3 separate regions of the Mus musculus genome follow, and all the other regions are linked to region 2. A link is a contact called in public promoter capture Hi-C data. All regions are on one chromosome and are shown on one strand. The core of a region is the stretch at or near the end of the contact, and the rest is flanking DNA. Distances in the headings are between cores, read along the strand shown.

The links. Promoter capture Hi-C pulls out the DNA fragments that hold promoters and counts their contacts. Capture Hi-C pulls out chosen DNA fragments and counts their contacts.
Region 1: a contact with region 2 is called in a promoter capture Hi-C map of pre-B cells, with 3 times the contacts expected there. The contact joins the promoter of Map3k12 here to the promoter of Kansl2 in region 2. A contact is called at or near these places in 3 of 39 promoter capture datasets (cranial neural crest, maxillary cranial neural crest and pre-B cells).
Region 3: a promoter capture Hi-C map of adipose tissue shows a contact between it and region 2. The contact joins the promoter of Eif4b here to the promoter of Kansl2 in region 2.

What each region holds. Positions count from the first base shown.
Region 1 is chr15:102,514,564-102,518,528 of GRCm38.p6, reverse strand. It overlaps Map3k12 (mitogen-activated protein kinase kinase kinase 12), which reads left to right and starts at 1,525. Exons shown (of 16, transcript NM_001163643.1): 1 at 1,525-1,741. It overlaps Tarbp2 (TARBP2, RISC loading complex RNA binding subunit), which reads right to left and starts at 337. Exons shown (of 9, transcript NM_009319.3): 1 at 1-337.
Region 2 is chr15:98,532,406-98,536,187 of GRCm38.p6, reverse strand. Kansl2 (KAT8 regulatory NSL complex subunit 2) reads left to right here and starts at 1,919. Exons shown (of 10, transcript NM_133714.5): 1 at 1,919-2,286; 2 at 2,412-2,670. The coding sequence starts at 2,420.
Region 3 is chr15:102,072,462-102,076,447 of GRCm38.p6, reverse strand. Eif4b (eukaryotic translation initiation factor 4B) reads right to left here and starts at 2,675. Exons shown (of 15, transcript NM_145625.3): 1 at 2,485-2,675. The coding sequence starts at 2,497.

The DNA.
Region 1 (3,965 bases), core at 276-2,775, 4.0 Mb before region 2:
CGCCACCGTGACTACAGCCTCCACGCACCCCAGTACACCGCCGAGGAGCTAGGGCCGGGGCCAAGCCCGGAGTCGCGGCCGGTAGGGCCCGCCGCGGGGCATGCTGGGATCTGGAGTCCCCCGCCCACTCGGCTCCTTGTGTCTTCTTATGGATCCGAGCTACCCGCCCCACAACCCTCAGCGAGACTCGCCCGGGCATCTGCACCGCCTTCTGGGAGGAGCAGACCCTCGGCGGAAGCTTCCCAAGCTACTACGAGTGGGTTGGGTTTTTTGTTTTTTTGGTTTTTTTTTTTTCCTAATGTCATTCCCGCCTTCCTCCTTGCGCACCGCCTCCTCCCAAGCCGACACTGTGAGCATGCGTATTAGCTGCGTGTAGGCGGCCAGGGGCGGGGCGGTAAGGTCTGTCTCCCTGAGAGAACTACAGAACCCAGGCGCCAGCGCGTCATTCGGGCGCCGCTGCGGGCTTCGCTGCTTTATTGGCTATACTGAGAGCGACTTCCTGTAGGCGCTTGCAGATTGGTCACTTGGCCCAGAGGGCGGAGACGAGGAAAGGTGTAGCCTTCTCCTTGAGGAAAGGCTGTGATTGGCCGAAGTCCTTTTGCTGCCCCAGAGGGTGTGCCTTACCTGGCCACCCCCACCCCAGAGCTCTGGGGTTTTATAAGTCCGGAGTTCTCCTCAGACCCGGTCTCCCAGGCTGTAGCGTAAGCTTCTCAGCACTCCGTGTCAAAAAACCCGTTGCTTTTCTGTGGCTTGTCCTTCGCCTCTCTTCACTAACTCCACGCAGCCTGACAGGGTTCGTGCCTCTTTAGATCAGCCCTAGTGAACCTCTTTTAACTGTCCCGAGAATCATTAGATGGACCTTCTGTGTTTAGTCTCACCTGAAAGAGCACAGGAATAATTAACGAACTAATATACGCGCAGAGCTTAACGATTACCTTTGGCTCTCCAAAGCCTTGATACCACCAGAGTGAAAGAAATATGGGAAATCTTGTGACCTTGGACAGAAGGAGAAAGTGATACCACGAAAAACGTGATTCAAAGAGTGTTTTTTAAAATGGGTCTAGGATAAGATGTCTTGCTAGAAAGGAATAGGGTTAGAGGTAAGAGGAATCAGTAATGAAAACGAGCGATCGGTCATCCAGGAGCACAGAAGTGGGAAGGGACCTACGGCTGGGTGGATTCCAATTGGGTGAAAATGGAGCAGCGACGAGGGAAGGCCAGCTGGAGATGTCGGTATGACAAGGGACCAGTGCCAGAGCGTTGTGTATACTGATGGACTGCGCTCTCGGGGTGTAGGAAAGAATCTGTAAGACAGGTCACAAGGGGATCCTACAGATTCCGCATGAGGACCAAAGTGGAACTGCCGTAGAACACCTCCAGGAAGGAGCCTGGATCGCGCCGGATGGCAGCCACAGGCTCCTTTAAGAGGCCGGCGACTCCAGCGCAGCATCCCCCGCTCAGGGCGTGTCCGTCCCGGGGGGCCAGGGGCGGGGGCTTTGGAAGGAGCGGGAGTTCAAGTCGAGTGGGGACGGGGCTTCGAGTAGGGGGTGGGGGCTAAAAGCTGGGGCTGACACCCGTACACCTGAGTTCCACACGAGCATCGCCGGTGACAGCTCTCCAGGTCCGGTGGAGGGCAACGGGGGGAGGAGGGAAGGAGGAGGAGGAGGAGGAGGCGGGAGCAGCATCCGGAGCGGAGCTGCAGCAGCGCCGCCTTTTGTGCTGCGGCCGCGGAGCCCCCGAGGTGAGAGCCTGGGCGACTTGTGGGGGTGGGGGGCAGGGATGGGTTCGGGTCTTGGGATCCTGGCGTGGAGGGAGGGTCGGGATACAATTGTGGCGTGGTGGGGGAGGAGGTGACTCGAGGATGCTGAAGCTGTGGTATGAAGGAACTAGAGCCCTGGACCCGACGCCTGGAGATAGGAAGGAACCGGGCGAAGCTGAGGGATGCGGCGGCCCAGCTTGGAGACCAAGAGCCTCCAAAGCTGTGGTGGATTATGCGAGGATGAGGGTGGCTAGGGGAAGACCTAAAGGACAGCGGGCAAGAGCACGTCCTCTCCTCCTCAACCTCAGGACCTAGAAAGGAGGGAGAATTGTGGCCCCCTCCAGGGAAGGGATGGAAGGGCAAGGCCTAATATACCCACCGCCCCCCTCCCCCACTCCTGCACCTAATAGGCTCTACCTGAAAATTAGGCTGCACCTACACCTGCATGCCCTGGCAGGGCCCTCTCCCCCGTCCATCTGTAATCCCTCTAATCTCCAGCTGTGGCATTCCCTACCGTCCAGCTGTTGCACCCCGTCCTCCATTTGGATGTAGTTTTCTCTCTCTTCTGCCTGCTCGTCTCTGGTTTCCTTAACCCATTTCCCTAGTCAGGCGCTTCACAAACCTCCCTTTTTCTCACACACTCACCAAACTCCTTGGCTTACAATCTTGGTAGGCAAGGCTTTGGCTGAGGGTAGAAAGAGAAGAGGGGTGGGTTCCATAAACAGTAGTAGGGCTGCAGGGAGGAGCCTTGCGGCTCTCTGTCTTCTGCCTCTTTGGCCTTCAACCAAAAGAGCATGCACATGAGGTCTCACACACCCCAGGCACCTGGAGCCTCACTCTAAACTCTCTTCTGATTCTCCCAGCCGCCTCGTGGTTTTCAGGCAGAGGGTCATCCCAAGCTTACACCAGTAGCAAGAATTTGGAAAGGAAACAGCCCAAGTTCCCTCTGGGCCTTGCTGTCCAAACATTAGTGTTTACAAGTTCAAGAGTGCTGCCATCTCTCATGGAAAGTTATCTGGGCCCCAAGTTGGGTCTAACCAACTGTTGACTTCCAGGAAGACCCCAAGGTCCAATACTTGCCAAGTCCTAGATCTTTGGTGGATGGAGGTGGAAGATGGAAGGTGTGGCTGGGGTTTCCTAGACTTCTTCACAAGAGCAAAACCCTGTTAAAAGCAGTTACTGCTCTGAGTCTCTGGGAATGGGGGTTAATAATAAAATGATAGAGAACACGAAATTCCAGCACCCACCTCTGCCTTTGCTGCCCATGCCTAGGGAGTAAGAGAATGGGAGGTGGCAGCTTTTCTAGAATCCATTGAAAGGATGCCAGCAGAGGACATGGTGGCTTTAGGAGAGTTTGTCCATTTGCCCTCAGAAAGCCCGGTCATGTGTGAACCAGGATAGGGGCCATGCTGTTCTGGGGCATAGGGAGCTCCAGAGAAGAGCCCTGTTCTTCAGTTTTATCTATTTATTCATGGTATTAGGAATTGACCCCAGGGCCTACATTCTGGGCAAGCTTTCTACCACCAAAGTACACCATTGGGTTGTTTGTTTGTTTGTTTGTTTGTTTATTTGTTTTCAAATTTTTTGAGACAGTGCCACTAAGTTACCTCTCAGGGCTTGAACTTTAAATTCTCCTGTCTCAGCCTCTTAAATAGCTGAGCCTTTGAGGCCTGTGCTGACAGACCTGGCAGGTCGCATTTTTCTTTATTTTCCTTTTTTCTTTTTTTCTCTACCTCCCTTTCTTCCTCATTATTACCTCTTGTCTTGAGGAGGTAAACAAAGGAAGCACAGAGCATGGTGGCTGGTAGAAGCCTCAGCACAGTGGAGGCAGGTGGAGACAAGTGGATCTCTGTGAGTTCAAGGCCAGCCTGTCTACACTACAAGTTTCAGGGTAGTCAAGACTACATTGAGTCTGTCTCAGCAAACTAAAAAGAAAAGACAACTTTGTATCAGGGTCTAGTGGTGGTTCAGGTGGTAAAGGCCTGACAAACATGCATGCAAGAAGCAAAGACAAGACTCTGGGTTCCATCCCTAGCATAAAGCCTGCCTGCCATGATGCTTCACTTTCTCCTACACTGGGAAAGTAAAGGCAGGAGTTCACGGTCATATTTCACCACATTGCAAGTTTAAGGCCAGTCTGGGTGACATAATACCTTGTTTCAAAAAGAAAAGTATTTTTTTCTATGTACTTTGTGTGAAACATCAT
Region 2 (3,782 bases), core at 670-3,169:
ACACTTGCTGGAGTTGGCAGTCTAGCTCGGCTGACCAGCAGGCTTCAGGATCCACCTGTCTCCAGCTTCCCTCCACCCAGCACTAAAGAAGCTGAGGCAGAGCCAGGCCGTGGTGGCACACACCTTTGATCCCAGTACTTGGGAGGTAGAGGCAGGCAGATTTCTGGGTTCGAGGCCAGCCTGGTCTACAAAGTGAGTTCCAGGACAGCCAGGGCTATACAGAGAAACCCTGTCTCGGAAAAAAAAAAAAAAAGAAGCTGAGGCAGGAGAGTAGCTATTTGAGGCAAGATGGCTGTATAAGGAGATCATGTCTTAGGCACAGCAATAGGAACAGTAGCTGGTGAACATTTTTCTTATTTTTAAATGGGAGAGTTTACATCATGTACGCATGTACCTGAATTCTTATTGGTGTGAAGAGACACCAAACCACTGTAACTCTTTTTTTTCCCTTGTTTTTTTGAGACAAGGTTTCTCTGTGTAGCCCTGGCTACTCAGAGTCCTGGAACTCACTCTGTAGACCAGGCTGGCCTCGAACTCAGAAATCTGCCTGCCTCTGCCTCCCGAGTGCTGGGATTAAAGGCATGTGCGCCACCATGCCGGGCACAAATAAGTTTTTAAAAATGGTGCACTCCAGGTTCAGTGAGACAAGTCCAGATCCTGTCTTTGACCACAGAGACCCCCTTGCCTCTCTCCACAGTGTTCAGATTACTGGTGTGTGCTACCTACCGTAACCGTACCTGGTGGCTTTTTCATCTTTTGTTTTTGAGACACGGTTTCTCTGTGCAGCCCTGGCTGTCCTGGAACTGGCTTTGTAAACCAAGTTAGCCTCGAACTCGGAGATCTGCCTGCTTCTACTCTTCCCCCCCCCCCCCCCCCCCCCAGTGCTGGGGTTAAAGGAGTCTGCCACCACTACCAAGTGGGAGATACTCTCTTAAGAGAATAAGTTGGGAGGCAGAGGCAGGCGGATTTCTGAGTTCGAGGCCAGCCAGGGCTGCACAGAGAAACCCTGTCTCCAAAGGGGGGCGGGGGGGGGGGGAGAAGAAGAAGAGAATAAGGCAGAGAGCCATCGGATTTCTATAGGTGTGGTTGGAATCTTTAAAGAATCGTGAAAACGGAATAGCCTGTTTCTATAATACACTATTCGGCAGGGCGTTGAGAAGCATGCGCTATGCCAGAAGTCATTTTGATTTTCCATCACTTTATCTGTAAATAATGTCTACCTAAAAAATAATGTCTACCTCTTAGGGCTGCTCTACAAAAATTAATTAGTACATATATATGATTCATGAGATAGAAAGAGTTCGAGTGTTTACATGAAATGACCAAGAAAAAAAAATTAAATGAACTGGTTGGTCACCATAGAAAACTAATAAAACCTTTTCATGTGTAAACAGAAAACACGGTCAGCCACCGTCCACTTTTTTTCTTTTCTTTTTTTTAAGATTTATTCATATGAGTACACTGTCCCTGTCTTCTGACACTGCAGAAGAGGGCATCGGATCCCGTTAGAGTTGGTTGTGAGCCACCATGTGGTTGCTGGGAATTGAACTCAGGATCTCTAGAAGAGCAGTCGGTGCCATTTCTCCAGCCACCCCAATGTCTACTCTTCTGCTGTGTAGGGACGGTAAAGAAGTAGCTGCCCGAGAAGACTGGAGACTACTGCCACCAGAAGACGAACCCTTCAGATGGAAAAATATCCGAATCCGGCGACTGGCGGTGGCCCGCCTTTCCGACGGCCCACTCACCGGCCGAGTTTCTGACAGACACTTCACTTCAGCCACTCCCGTTGTGGAGTCTCTCACTGTCCCGCCCTCCACAGGCTAGTGTTAGTTCTGACCAATAGGAGCACAGCACCCTCAGCGCAGCAACCAATCAGCGTCTAGGGTCGCGTTCCGAGCAGGCGGAGCAGCCAGAGGGCAAGCTGCGCGGTGCCGCGCGGTGGGGGAGGTAAGATGGCGCCGTGCCGGGCGCTTCTCCTTTGCTGTTAGGCGCTGCTCGCCTTCTCTGTCAGCTCAGCGCGGCACGTCGTCTCCTGCAGCGTTGGAGCCTCTCTGGTTGCTAGGCTTTCGGGGAGCCAGGTTCTCCGGTGCCGGGAGCCGTGGGACAAGATGGCGCTTGTAGGACGACGGCCAAGGCGCTCGGGTCGGGGCTGTGAGCGCTGAGGCGGCCAGGGACAAAGGCGGCGAGCCGGGGCGTGGGGGCGGGGCGTGCCGCGCCGTTGCAGTGGTGCCGCGTGGGACAGGCGCCGCGCTTCCGGTCTGCTGCTGCGGAGATTCGGCCAACGTGGTAGGGGCCCGGGCGGCGGGCGGGTCGGTGACGGGAGGCTGGAGGGCGGCCGCGGGAGCACGCAACCAGGACTCGTGGCCGGGCTAAGGCCGTTTCGATCTGTCGTGTGACCGCCCTCCCCGCAGGTTTTGGCATGAACAGGATTCGGATTCACGTCTTGCCAACGAATCGGGGGAGGATCACCCCAGTGCCCAGGTCGCAGGAGCCCCTTTCCTGTTCGTTCACTCACCGCCCGTGCTCTCAGCCGCGGCTGGAGGGGCAGGAGTTCTGCATTAAGCACATTCTTGAAGACAAGAATGCACCCTTCAAACAATGTAGTTACGTCTCGACGAAGAATGGAAAAAGGTGCCCCAGTGCTGCCCCAAAGCCCGAGAAGAAAGATGGGTACGTGGAGAGGCGTGGGTTATATGGGTGCCTTCGGGCTCCGAGAGTCGTTCTTACTTTTCAATGCACGCCAAGCACAGGTTGTATCACCGAGCCTGCTTCAACGCCCAAACCTCCTACCGTTAGACTTTTATTACATTTCGAAGCATTTATTTCCCGTTGGTAGTTTGTTTTGTGTGGTTAGGGACACGTGGGGAGGTCAGAGGCCAATTTGCTGGAGTCGGTTTTAGTACCTCCTGGTACGGAAGGACAGACAGAAGGTTAAGCTAGGCTTGCAGAGTCACAGACTCCCCCACCCCCGGCTCCTCTTTTGAGACAGTCTCGCCCTTGCTTGGAACAGTTTTGGCAACCCTTTATGGTTTTTTAAAGAACTTTCATGTGTATGGGTGTTTGCCTGCATGTGTGTTGGTGTACCACGTTCATGCTTGAGGGGAGGGCGTTGGGTCTCCTGGAACTGGAGTGGGAGAATGTTGGTGCCACATGCTTGTCCCCTGCCTTCAGTTTTAAAGTGCAAAGGGGAACATGATGTGTAGAGTTGGTCGTATCTGCGGAGTTTTAGGTCGTGTGTTTGTAAAAAAGGTATTAAGGATATTCACTCTTTGGGAGGCAGGTCAAAACACTCAAATGCTCAGAGGTGATGATGCTGGCAGCAGTGGTGCAGGCCTTTAATCCTGGCACTTGGGAGTTCAGGCCAGCCTAGTAAAAGCATTGAATTCCAGAATTGCCAGGGCTAAACAGAACCCTGTCTCAACCCTCCCACCCCACCCCGCCAATAATGAGAACTGGAAGGCCATTTGAGGGAGAGATATTTAGTTAATCGCTTGCTGGAAAAATTAAGGTTTTGAGTTCTGATTATGGTCAGACTGATTTTAACCCTTAATTCTCCTGCCTCGGCTTCTGGAGTTCTGGGATTGCAGCTCTAAAGTCTTCTTCCTTAAACATCTATTATGAGGATTCACGTGCTGCCACACACACGTGGTCGGAGGGTAGCTTTCTGCTGTGTGGGGGGTGATGGAACTCAGGTGGTCTGTCTGGCCTTGGTGGTAGGCCCTTCTGTTTGCTGAGTCACTGAATTGGCACTCTAAGTTAATTCTTCATGCTGGAGCGCTGAC
Region 3 (3,986 bases), core at 1,426-3,925, 3.5 Mb before region 2:
TCTCACTGTAGTCCAGGCTAGCCTGGAACTATGGCAATCTTCCAGCCTCAACCTTCTGAGTGCTAGGACAATACTCAAGGTAGCTTGCTCAGCTAAACCCTCATAGATTTAAGTCTTCTTTTAAAGAAGCAACTAAAGAATTGCCTACATAGGTTCAGGTTTCCTAGAAACTTAAAAGAATCCTCATTTGTCAGTCAGCTCTGAGACAAAGATACTAAGGTCATATGGAAACTAGTATTGTCTCAAATATTTTTTCACCTTACCAAATAGTGATTAAGTTGTATCTGGCATTTTTACAGAGAAAACCCAAGACCCATTTCCAACTCTGAACTGAATTGGAGAGGAGACCTTCCTAGGAGGGCAGATTATTAAAGAAAAAGGAAAGGAGACACCATCAGGGAAATCTTGTAAACCAGTGGATCACAGTCAACAGAATAAAACCAAATACACAACTTACCAGGGTGTCTTTTTCTCTTTTAACTTTTGACTATTTTTTGATTGCACACAGGTTAAAGGACAACCTGCAGGAGTCTGCTCCCACCTCTACTACAAGGATTCTTCAAACTCAAGTTGACAGCATTGGCACCAAGTGCCCCAAACCATCTCCCCAGTCCAGCTATGTCGTTCACCACTAAGAATCTCCCAAGAGGAAATTCATCTAGATTTCTCATTTAGTTAAGACACTAAACTTTAAGCCAAGGAGTATTTTTCACTGATTAAAATACGTTTTTGTAATTTGTAGACGATCCTTTTAGCCATCAATTCCAACTTCGTTCTTGTACTTACAATCTTAATGAGCCCAGCTAGGAACCTGGTGTTTCCAGGACTGTGACTCTGTCTGATCTGCTACCTGCAAACAACGTGACCCTCGACAAATCTTTGAGCAATTTTTCCTCAGCTGGAGAAACCACCAGTTCTTTACATGCTCTCACAGGCTTGTTCAATTAAGTGCTCTACTAACAAAAGCTGTTACCCAGGGTTGGGGATTTAGCTTGGAGTGCTTGCCTGGCACGGCCAAAAACTCTGTTCAATGTCCAGCAATGCAGGGGAGGAAAGGAAGTTCTCATGGCCGAAGGCAGTAGATTCAGTGAGAAAGTTTTCCAAAGACAGAACCCGATTTCCTTGTAATATTAGAAAAGATGGACTTCTGGTTAAGACACTGAATGTTGCCAGGCGTGTTGCTAAACACCTTTAATCCCAACAACCCCAAGGCAAGCCTGGTCAGATAGTCAAGAGCTAAATGAGAGACCTTGTCGCACAGTTTAGGCACAGCAATCCAAAAGGTATTTTTAACAGATTATGCTATAAAAAATAAACTAAAACGAAAACTAATGCTGGGTGTCTAAAAGCCCTCTGGTATTCACAGGTCCACTGCAAATGCCAAAAAAACCCAAAAAGCAAAAAACTTGGAAAACAAAACAAAACAAAAAAACAAAACCCGAAACGACCTCCACAAACCTCACTTGCAATGCAGGGAATATACATTCCACCAAACAAACAAACGCACGCAGAACCTCTAGCCACTATTTTAATAGCACCTTCTGGAAGTTTCCCAGTTATCTGGGAAAATGACAAAAGCTGAATCCTGACACTAAAACTACCCAAAAAATGGAAGTTCTATATAATGCAACGCCCCGATTTCCTTCCCCACCTCTGCCTGGCATATAGTGTGCACTCAATAAAAACTGTTGGTTGAATCAAGAGGTGGAAAGAAAAAGGCACAGGAGAAATCTAGGTGTCTATCCCTACAGCACCTAACACGTGGGAGCACCCTGGGTTCCCTACCCCCAACTATAGTGGGGCCAAACCTAATATGCGTTCGCTTGGGAGTACAGCGGCCGTGCCACGCTCCCAAACCGACTAAAGCTTAAAGTACAAGGTCATAAACGAGCAAAAGCCAGGTCCATCCAGGCTTCCCATCTGGAGTCCAGCAGCGCGTGTTTCTGAGGCGCGCCTTCTCCACCACCTCGCCTCGTCGCCCGTGCCGCGCACGCGCACCGCTGCTTTCATCGGCCCCTCCACAGCCTCGCGCTCGCGTTCTAACTGCACCCCCCCGCCCCCACGAGGGTCCGCAACGGCCTCGCGCCTTGGAGACCCGGCCCAATGTGTTCCGGTCCGCGCGCCAACCGCCTCCTTCCTCCACCCGCGCCTTGGCGCGGGCGCGGTGCTTCACGCCTTTGAGAGCCTCGCGCCTCCCGCACGTCTCTCTGTGCTGCCTCCTCCAATTGAAGGCAGGGTCCACCATTTCTGCCTACTCCAACCTCGCGCAACGGGGTGAAAAGGGTGTGAGGGGGAGGGGAAGGCCTTCCCCTCCCCCTAGACATCCCGAGGCGGTAACCTCAAGCGGCCATGCCGCTAGCCTGCCGCTGCCCCCAGGTCCGAAAGGAGCCGGTGCCTCCTGCCCCCGACCTCCAGCAAGGAGCGGACCAAGCCCGGAGGCTGTTTCCGAGCCTGGTCTTTGGCCACGCTCGGCCGCTCACTCACCTGAGGCCGCCATGTTGGGAGAGGGAGAGAGAACGCAAAGGACCCGGATGAGGCAGTCACGTGATTATAGCGGGCGCGACGGGCTTGGAGACGTGAAACCAGGAGGGGGCGGGGAGCCGAGGACGGAGGCAGAAGGCGGGGCGCCGCCGCCGCGCTGGGTTCGTAAAGCAGCGCGAGGGGGTGGCGCGGCGTCCGACGGGAAGACCTGCGCGACATGTGGCCGAAGGGGTGGAGTCTGAGCTGTCGCGAAACCCTTCGCTTTACGTCGGGCCCGGCGCGGCCGTCCGGTCCGATCTGCGCCCGGGGCGGAGTCTCCTGGCGCACAGACTTGTGGGTGCTGGATCGGCGCGAAGGGCGGGGTCGCACTTGCTGATTCTATGGAACAGAGTGGACTTGGAATCTAGAATGGGTGTGCCACAATTGATTTTTTCCGAAGGGAAGATTCTGAGTTTCTTTTTAAATCACTTTTTGTAAAGACAAAGAAAATATAATGTTCCGTAGAATGGTTTCAATTAAGAAGGTAACATTTGAACCATGGGCTTTTGCCTCATTTAACCCTCCAATGGACTGACAAGGGCCAGCACCGAGTGGCTAGCCACATTTCTTACAGCGAATGCTTCATTTTTTTTAAAAATATATATTTCAAAAAGTGAAACTATTGAACACCAGCCACGTGCCAGGCACTGTTTAACAGACATTTGTGGATATAAAAAGGGATTAAAACTACCTTGAATAAAATACTACAAATGATAAACATTACAGGTAAGTAGGCTAATAGAGTAAAAGGCAGTTGGGTACAACTCCAGATGGCCTGCCCCTCTACAAGAACAGGGAACATTCTTAGCCACTGAGCCACAATTCCAGCTCCTAAAATTTTTTTATGACCCTAAAACATACAAACCATAAAACAAACAAAAAACAAACAAATAAAAACAGGGGTTGGAGAGATGGCTCAGCGGTTAAGAGCACTGACTACTCTTCCAGAATTCCTAGCACCCACATGGCAGCTCACAACTCTAACTCCAGTTCCAAAGGATCTGACACCCTCATATAGACATACATGCAGCAAAACAGCAATGCACATAAAATAAAAATAAATATACTTTAAAAAATGATTTGCAGAAACAGGCATGGTGGCACATACCCTTAATTAATTTATTTACTTATATTTAATTTGGTGTTTTGAAACAGGGTCTCTCTACATAGCACTGGCTGTCCTGGAACTCATTATGTAGACCAGGCAAGACTTTAAATTCAGAGAGCCACCTATCTCTGCCTCCTGAATGCTGGGATTAACAGTATTCATTACCATGCCCAGCTGGCACACATCTCTAATTCCTACAGTTGGAAGGCAGACAAAGGCAAATCTCTATGTATAGAGAGTTTGAGGCTAATTTGGTCTACATATCCAGTTCCAAGTCAGCCAAGGCTACATACACACAGACCCTGTCTCAAAACAAAACTAAACAAAACAAAATAACCCCTAAACCAGCCAACCAAAC